3 separate regions of the Mus musculus genome follow, and all the other regions are linked to region 2. A link is a contact called in public Hi-C and promoter capture Hi-C data. All regions are on one chromosome and are shown on one strand. The core of a region is the stretch at or near the end of the contact, and the rest is flanking DNA. Distances in the headings are between cores, read along the strand shown.

Region 1 (2,700 bases), core at 76-2,575, 300 kb after region 2:
GGGAACTCAAGACCTCTGGAAAAGCAAACAGTACCACTGAGCCATCTCTTCAAACCTTCCCTGTTTTAAAAGATTTATTTATGAAGAGCAGATGTCTTCTTGCACCTGCTTCTTTTTTGTCTCTGTTTGTTTTCCAGAGCTGAGGCCTGAACCTAGGGCCTTGCGCTTGCTTGGCAAGCACTTTACCACGGAGCCAAATCCCCAACCCCTTGCAACCTGCTTCTTACATGGAAAAAATCTTCAAACTGTTTGTAGCTCTCAGCTGTTACATCAACTGTTTCTTTTTTTAAAGATTTATTTTATTTATATGAGTACTTTGTAGCTGTCTTCAGACACACCAGAAGTGGGCATTCGATCCCATTACAGATGGTTGTGAGCCACCATGTGGTTGTTGGGATTTGAACTCAGAACCTCTGCAGTCAGTACTCTTAACTGCTGGGTCATCTCCCCAGCCCACATCAACTCTTTCTAACTACACTCTCCAAGGTTGAGAATATCACCCAAAGGAGACTATACCTACTTTGTAGGTGTAGCTTTACCAGTGAACCACCACCCATGAGGCAGGACTGGTAGATTTCATAAACCCTGACCATCAGAGACACTTCCCCTAATCTAACACAACATGGAAGTCACTGGATAATTGAAATCCAGAATGAAAGCAGAGTCCAAGATAAAAACTCACTGAAGACCCAGGCTTCAGGTATGAAAAGGACCAACCTGCTTTATGCACGTGTTCTGAGATAGCTCCTGGGCATCCTTCTTGGTTTCACAGAAGATGATCGTGCGCCCTTGATGACCACTGTACACTCGGATCACATCCCCAATCACCGCTGCCCTTTCTGTCCAGTGACACTTAATCGCCAGGTGCTGAAGAGAGAAAGGAACACTTACTAAAGCCTAGATGGACATTGCAGCTCCCTTCTCAACTCTTACATCTAATGCTTGGTACAGGAAGTAAACGCAGACCTTACAGGGCTGTCTGCTGCCACCATGGCTTAGAGGGAAAAAAGGAAACTAAATAAACCCAAGTCAGGAGCAGCATGGTCTACCTCCTCCAGGCTTATCCTTTTTCCAAAGAGCATCTGGTTTCATTGCATTCTAATGTAATCAGGAAACACTATTTCCCACACCCCCGCAGGAAACCAAATAACAGACAAGAAAGGCCTGTGCATGCTATGCCCCTTCATCCACTTAAAATACAACCTGCAATAACTACTGTACAGGCCCGCTTTGGGTGAAATGAATTCATCTAGGTACCGGAGCCTAAGATGAAACAGATTCAAGATGACGCACCAGATTGCTCTGCTGCCCACTAGTGGCTGAACTCTGAACGTAACCACTTTGTTTATCTAATTCAAACACAAGGTTCCAAAGACTGAAATCAGGCCGCTAGATGGTGCAATCCAGAAAGCACAGACACCATACATAAAAGAAATGTTAATTGGCTCTGCATAGGGACTGAGTATTTATGTGGAAAAAGAGCTTGGATTTGCTACTATTAAAACTATCAGACAGGAAACAGTGATTTAACTAATTCCGGCAACTAAATGAATCATTTACCTCCACAGTTATAGCTGCTTTCTGAGTCTTTTTACCAATCAGGTCCACCTGTTCGTATGTAGATTTCATGTATTTCTTAGCAACATTAAACACCCAATGAGGGCAAGTTGCAGAGAAAAGCAATGTTTGGGGGTTGTCTTCAGAATCTTGGGGGAAAAAGAAGTCAGTGTGAATAATCCAAGCAAGCCTGCATACACAGCACTCCACCTCACCTGGCACCTCCACACCGCAGCACCATTAACACGGACCACTGGCACCACACAAAAACTGAAATGATCTGTCATCATAATGGATCCCCAAATGACAAAAGTATGTGCAATCAGATTTACTTCCAGCCTCTGTCACTCACAGGAAATCCATCCCAGGAAGGAGGCCTGCCAACTGGACGACAAATCCTGGAAGCCCAGGAACCAACCAGCATAGACCGCTAACCAAGCAGCCCACAACCAAACGAATCCCACAGCAGTTTAGTAGATTAAGAATCTAGAACCAGGGCTAGGGGTGCAATCCAGTGACAAAGCCTTCAGCTTAATCCTCAGCACCCCCAAACGACAAAAGACCCTCAATGTATGTGCTCATCTGGCTTTAGGGACACTACTGCTCTCAGAAGCCCCGAGGACACAAGCTGACAGAACAGGTCCAGTGCACTTTACAGCTGATCAGTAGCTCTACTCATGAAGGTCTGTGTTATAGAACCAACTCCAGGTACTGCAGAACTCCAACTGTGACCAGAACCCTCTGGTATGAGTGACGGTTATAAAACGAGGTAGGTGGTTGAATAAATCACTTGACAAAATTTTAGTATCTTAACAGTACATACACTGAAAACTGTTAGGAACAGTGATCAAGCTGGCACAATACGAATTTTTTCTTTTATTCTCCCAAGCTTTTGTGAATTATATAACCTATTTTTTTTCAATTTCCAAGTTAAGAAAAAAATTTTTTTTAATTTTTCCAAACTTTAGCCAGGTAGTAGTGGCATGAGCCTTTAGTGCTAGTGCTCAGGAAGCAGAGGCAGGAGAGCCTGAGGTCAAGGCCAGCCTTGAGCAGACTGAATTCCCGATAACTAGGGCTACACAGGAAACCCTGTATCAAAAAACAAGTTTTCCCGAGTGTCCTTATTATCTCCTAGAAGACAAT
Region 2 (2,950 bases), core at 102-2,601:
GCGGTCACCATGGCGGCTCCCTTGCCACTGCCACTCTCCGAGAGGAGGAACCGGACGTCCGAGTCAGGCACCAGGCGCCTCAGGGTCTTGTGGAACCGCCGGGAATACCTGAGGGAGAAGGTGGCAGTGGGTGAGCCACAAGGGCTGGACCAGGCTACATACTTGGGCCAGGTTCGAACTCTCCTGTCAGAACGCTTTGATTCCATTCTGCTACTGCTCTTTGCTTATGCAGCCTCTATGTACATGCCATAGAAACAATGCATGAAATACAAAAAAAAAAAAATTACCTAAAACTGCTTATAACAATAACAACAAAAAAAGAGAGGAAGGGACCCTGATATAGCAGCCTCGTATGAGGCTATGCCAGTGCCTGGCAAATACAGAAGTGGATGCTCACAGTCATCTATAGGATGGAACACAGGGCCCCCAATGGAGGAGCTAGAGAAAGCACCCAAGGAGCTGAAGGAGTCTGCAACCCTATAGGTGGAACAACAATATGAACTAACCAGTACCCCCAGAGCTCATGTCTCTAGCTGCATATGTAGCAGAAGATGGCCTAGTCGGCCATCACTGGGAAGAGAGGCCCCTTGGTCTTGCAAACTTTATATGCCCCAGTATAGGGGAACGCCAGGGCCAAGAAGTGGGAGCGGGTGGGTAGGGGAGGGTATAGGGAACTTTCAGGATAGCATTTGAAATGTATAAAAAGAAAATATCTAAAAAAAAAAAAAAAAAATTCGAGGGCCCAAACCATCTTTGTGTGAGGCAGAATCACTTGCTAACTCCAGACCAACCTGGGCTACAGAGTCAGTTCTAAGCCAGCAGGAGCTGCATAGCAAGACTTTGCTCAAGGGAGGGGAGATATGGGGGGGGGTGCTTTCGGAGGGGGAAGTGGGGACAACATCTGAAATGTAAATAGATAAAAATAACCAATTAGGAGAGAGAATGAGAGAGAGAGAGAGAGAGAGAGAGAGAGAGGGAGAGAGACTTTGCTTCAAATGATCAAAAAGGGGGTCTATCAAGGCTATATTACAGCCCTGTACCACAGGGGCCAGAGGCAAGCACTTCAGAGTCAGACCCAAGGACAAGGGCAAATGCTGAGGCAAGTGACCTTGAGCCAGTACTGACCTTGGACTCCAGGAAGACCAGAGTCTGGCTGAGGGTGGGGCTGGGAAATGAATGGGTTTAGTGAGGAACCACACATGAATGAAGGAGCCAGGCTCAATAACCTTTTTTGTGTGGTTTTGTTTACTTCGCTTTTTTTGTTTGTTTGTTTTTCATTTGGATCTTCCTCTTTTCTAGAAGAAAAGCTTAGGCCAGTGTGAGACAGAGCCTGTGGTCTACATTATGGATGGCCACAGGCCAAAGGAAACAGGAAAAGCCATTTCCCCAAAAGACCAACAGTCACTGCCTCCAAGGGACGGGTCAAGAATGGCTTCTATTCTTTTTGAAACTCTTGAAAATGGCCTCGAATTTCTAGTAATTCTGAAATGAGGAAACACCTGTTCCGAGTTATTCTTTGTTTTTGAGCATGCGCACGCTCCTGGATGGGTGCACATGAGTAAGGTATACATACATGAGCTCACATGTGAGCACAGGCGTGGAGGACACGGTTAATATCAGGCATCTTTCTTAATCGCGCCACACCTTATTTTTAAAGATAGGGTCTCTCCTGAATCTAGGGCTCCCCAACAGGCTAGACTTGCTGGCCAGCAGGCCCCAGAGATCTACCCTCCCCCGGGATTACAGGTGCACGCTGTTACACTTGTCTTGGGTTCTAGGGAAGTGCATCCCGTGTTCCAACTTGTATAACCTGCACTTTCCTGACTGAGCAGTCACCCCGGGTCAGAGTTACTCTTTAAAATGTGAAGGTGTGGGCGCTGGAGAGATGGCTCAGTGGTTAAGAGCACATGGTGCTCTTCCAGAGGTCCTGAGTTCAATTCCCAGCAACCACCCGTAACTACGGTTCCAGGAGATTCAACAGACAAGTGTGTAGGCAAAACACTAATGCACGTAAAATAATAAGTTCTTAAAAGAAGGTGAAGGTGCAAACAGAAGAGAAGTAGTTTTGGAGCATGGATGACCCTAACACCACCAGACTGTATCCTGAGGACTCGCTATGGTGATAGAGCTGGTGTCGTGTGTATTTGATTTACCGCCTAGAGATGTTTTGTTTTGCTTGGATTTTTTAGACAAGGGCCTCACTAGTTACACCAGTTTTAATATGATATTATACACCTTTAGGCTTTCTTGTCGGAAAAAAAAAATAGCCAAGAATTCCACAGAAAAAGCTGCATGCAGTTGCATAGACCCGTGGTCCCAGCTACTCGACAGCTGAGGCAAAAGGATTACTTGAAGCCTACAAGTTTCAGGGACAGCTTGGCCAACATAATGAGACTTTGCTTCTTAAGGGGACCAAAAAGAAAGGGGAAGGATAAAGAAAGGAATGGTTAATTTTCTCTTTCAAGTATCTTTTAAATATATATGTGTATATATTTAATATATATAAATAATATATAATATATATGTATATATGTACATATATACATATATTTATTATACACTCATACACACACACACAAAACTGTGAACTTGGAAGCTGGCATCACCCAGCTAGCCTACTGCTAGCCCCTTGGCATCCAGGAACTACTTCAATGCATGTATTTGTGCAAGTGTCCCAGTGTGAAGGCTGAGAATCTGCAAATACGAGCTTCGGTCTTGCACTCACACAAAACCCAGTGCCATGGTCAGAGATCGTTAAACCTCAGCAAAGACTCAGGATTTGCTTTCATTTCAGAAGTTTCAGTCACTTTGTCAATGGCCGGGGAGACTTTCTGAAGCTTGGAAGGGCCAACACCATGAGCAAGCAAGAAGGCAGCCCAGCACTTGGGAGGCAGAGGCAGGCGGATTTTTGAGTTCGAGGCCAGCCTGGTCTACAAAGTGAGTTCCAGGA
Region 3 (3,047 bases), core at 532-3,031, 270 kb after region 2:
TCCAAAGATTTGAGGGTTCTGTTTTCACAACTCATGATTAGAAACTGTTCCCAATAAATGAAAAGTGGTTATGGAAAGACTGGTAACATGTAATGTCTACTTAGGGACAAAACTGGTGGGGCTGGAGAGACGGCTCAGTGGTTAAGAGCACTGTCTGCTCTTCTGGAGGTCCTGAGTTCGATTCCCAGCATACATATGGTGGCTCACAACCATCTATAATACAATGTTCTCTTCTGGCATGCAGGTGTACATGCAGATAGAGCACTCACAAACAAAATAAATAAATCTTTTTTTCCTTTTTTTTTTTATTATTAGATATTTTCTTCAATTACATTTCAAATGCTATCCCGAAAGTCTCCTACACCCTCCCCCTGCCCTGTTCCCCAACCCACCCACTCCTGCTTCCTGGCCCTGGCATTCCCCTGTACTGGGGCATATAATCTTCGCAAGACCAAGGGCCTCTCCTCCCAATGATGGCCAACTAGGCCATCTTCTGCTACATATGCAGCTAGAGACACAAGCTCTGGGGGTACTGGTTAGTTCATATTGTTGTTCCACATATAGGGTTGCAGATCCCTTCAGCTCCTTGGGTACTTTCTCTAGCTCCTCCATTGGTGGCCCTGTGTTCCATCTTATAGACAACTGTGAGCATCCACTTCTATATTTGCCAGGCACTGGCATAGCCTCACAAGAGATAAATAAATCTTTTAAGAAAAGAAAAAAGAAAAGAAATGAAACTGGTAACTGAAAAATCCTCTTCATATGGTTTTAATTATGGTTTAGATAATGTGGAATTTCAGGTCAATTTTCCCCTCCATTTGTGAGGAATTTTTCTCAAGGTCCATTCTCATGGAATTGGCAGGACCAGTAGCTTAGTTTTGTAAGAGATCTGTGGTTCAAACATGCCTGCCACTCACCGACTGCCCCATTTTCATAGCATGTTTAAACCCCATGAACACCAGCTCTCTGCTGCCCTCTGTATTGTGAGTGTCAGGGGGCTTTGAGAACAGAACATGGGAGACAGGGCTCTCTAGGGAAGCAGCCAGTGCCTTCAGGACGAGTGTGTCAGGAGAATACAGGATGGGATCTCTACTGCCAACCAGAGACGTGTCCCAGTGTGAAGGGCCACAGAGAGCAAGTGACAAAGGAATGAAGACCAGTTTTCCGGTCACTGCTGGTACTATTTGGCCTTTTCCCCTTTGAAATCAAGCTAGCACTGCCGGGAAAGAAGAGAGGCAAAGGCAAAAGACAGTGAGCTGTGGCATATCCAAAGCCCAGCAGGTACTTGTTAAGCAGACACTAAAATGAGGTTATGAAAATGACCGTATCAGGAAAGGCTTGGCGTGCGTGTGTGTGGGAGGGGAGTGGTGAGGAGAGATGGTTCAGCAGTTAAGAGCACTTGCTGTTCTTGCAAAGGACCCTTTGATTCCCAGAGCCCACGTGGTGGCTCACAACCATCTTTAACTCCAGTTCCATGGAGTCTGACACCCTCTTCTGACTTCCAAGGATACTGTACCCACGTGGTGCATAGACACCCATGAAAATCACCCATACACATCAACATCAGTAAAAGCAAGACTTGAAACAGACAGGGAGGTGCGTTTCAGTTTCCCTTAAGAACAGATTCCCTGTCACATCTGTGTCCTCAAGAAACTGCCCGGCCCTCTATGGCTCCTTTAAGCTTCCTCCATTCCCTTTTAAGGAAGGTCTCTCTCATGAAAAGCTATCAAACAGAGGTTGTTTCAACTCAGGCTTAACTTCCTCAACTCAACGTGACCTAAGCAGAGTTCTGGCTTCTAACCCTACAGGCCTCACTTAAAACATGCTCTGTCTGTGTGCCGCCTCCACTGTGGCTCTTGGTTCCTCCCCCTTAAAAACCTTTAGCATGGCCCGTGGCTTCTGCTTTAAAACCAGAGGGTGACCTTCCCTCCCCATCATCCTGGTCCAAACCGTCTTGTCTCCGACTTGGATCAACTGTATCAACCCATCCCCTGCAGAAGCCCCTGTTCTTGCTCCTTCTTGCTCTTCCAGAGAGGGCCTCATAGAGCCCGAGCCTCACAGTCAGTGGGTAGTTCAAATAGACTTCAAACGTATGTTTCTCCAGCCTCCTGAGCACTAAGAGCACAGGGAAGGAACACCATATCTAGTGTATGCGGTGCTGAGATTGAGCTCGGGACTCTGAGCATGCTGGACAAGCGCGGATCATCTGGGCCATGTTCCCAGCCCATAGGAGCTGGTCTCCTAAAAACTCTCAATCAGGGCCATGAGGTGGTGGTGTACACCTTCAATCCCAGCACATGGGAGGCAGAAACAGGCGGTTCTCTGTGAGTTCAAGGCCAGCTTGGTCTACAGAATGAGTCGTAGGACAGTCAGAGCTACACAGAGAAACACTGTCTCAAACAAACAAACAAACAAGCAAACAAATCCAATTAGATTGGCCAGTCATCTTGCTAAAATTCTAGGAGCCATTGAGCCTAGAATAAAATGTAAACTGTCCCCAACCTACAAAGCTTCCTCCACCTGACGCCTGGTGTTGACCAGGCTGGCTTTGAACTCAAGAGATTCTGGTGCCTCTGCCACCCAAGTACTGAAATTAAAGGAGTGCGACAGTACTCCCAGCAAGATTGTCTATTTTGATATTTCCTCACTGTACAGTCTTATTAGAGAAATAGTCTTCTCTGAGGAAGGAGACTGAGGGAGGGGTGCAGGAGAAGGTAACAGGATCAGTGTGATTGGAATATGTATCAAAATGCCAAAGTGAAATCAACTGTGAATAATTAACATGTACTAATAAAAACATTAAAATATTATTCTCTAAGGCAATACCTTTAACGTGTCAAAAATAAGACTTTTTTTTTCTTTCTTTTTTTTTTGTAACAAGAAAACAGGATGGAGAGATGGCTTAGAACTGGCTCCTCTTCTAGGGACCAGGGCTTGGCCCCCAGTACCCACATGGCAGTCACAGCTGCCTGTACCTCCAGTTCCAGGGGAGTCTGATGCCCTCTACTGGCCTCCAGGGACATTGCAGGCACATGATCCACAGTCAT

Evidence for each region. Hi-C and Micro-C count contacts between places; a contact is called where the count stands out from the background. Capture Hi-C pulls out chosen DNA fragments and counts their contacts.
Region 1: a contact with region 2 is called in a promoter capture Hi-C map of adipose tissue. The contact joins two enhancer-like sites.
Region 3: a contact with region 2 is called in a Hi-C map of granulocyte-monocyte progenitors, with 2.5 times the contacts expected there. The contact joins two enhancer-like sites. A contact is called at or near these places in 4 of 39 promoter capture datasets (embryonic stem cells, pre-B cells, stem cell-derived epiblast-like cells and 1 more), 10 of 484 Hi-C or Micro-C datasets (B cells, LSK cells, Th1 cells and 6 more) and 2 of 9 other capture datasets (adipose tissue and liver).

The regions. Positions count from the first base shown.
Region 1 is chr10:62,589,061-62,591,760 of GRCm38.p6, forward strand. Ddx21 (DExD box helicase 21) reads right to left here. Exons shown (of 15, transcript NM_019553.2): 7 at 1,561-1,706; 8 at 718-867. Among named protein-coding and RNA genes, the nearest start is that of Ddx21, 12 kb to the right of the region's middle. Within about 2 kb of position 1,326, at least 20 of the 459 cell types and tissues checked have an H3K27ac peak or open chromatin away from gene starts, as enhancers often do. A contact at or near this core is called in adipose tissue, where this site is marked.
Region 2 is chr10:62,286,545-62,289,494 of GRCm38.p6, forward strand. It overlaps Hk1 (hexokinase 1), which reads right to left. Exons shown (of 18, transcript NM_001146100.1): 10 at 1-108. Among named protein-coding and RNA genes, the nearest start is that of Tacr2, 36 kb to the left of the region's middle. Within about 2 kb of position 1,352, at least 32 of the 459 cell types and tissues checked have an H3K27ac peak or open chromatin away from gene starts, as enhancers often do. A contact at or near this core is called in adipose tissue and granulocyte-monocyte progenitors, where this site is marked.
Region 3 is chr10:62,554,935-62,557,981 of GRCm38.p6, forward strand. No RefSeq gene overlaps it. Among named protein-coding and RNA genes, the nearest start is that of Kifbp, 22 kb to the right of the region's middle. Within about 2 kb of position 1,782, at least 49 of the 459 cell types and tissues checked have an H3K27ac peak or open chromatin away from gene starts, as enhancers often do. A contact at or near this core is called in granulocyte-monocyte progenitors, where this site is marked.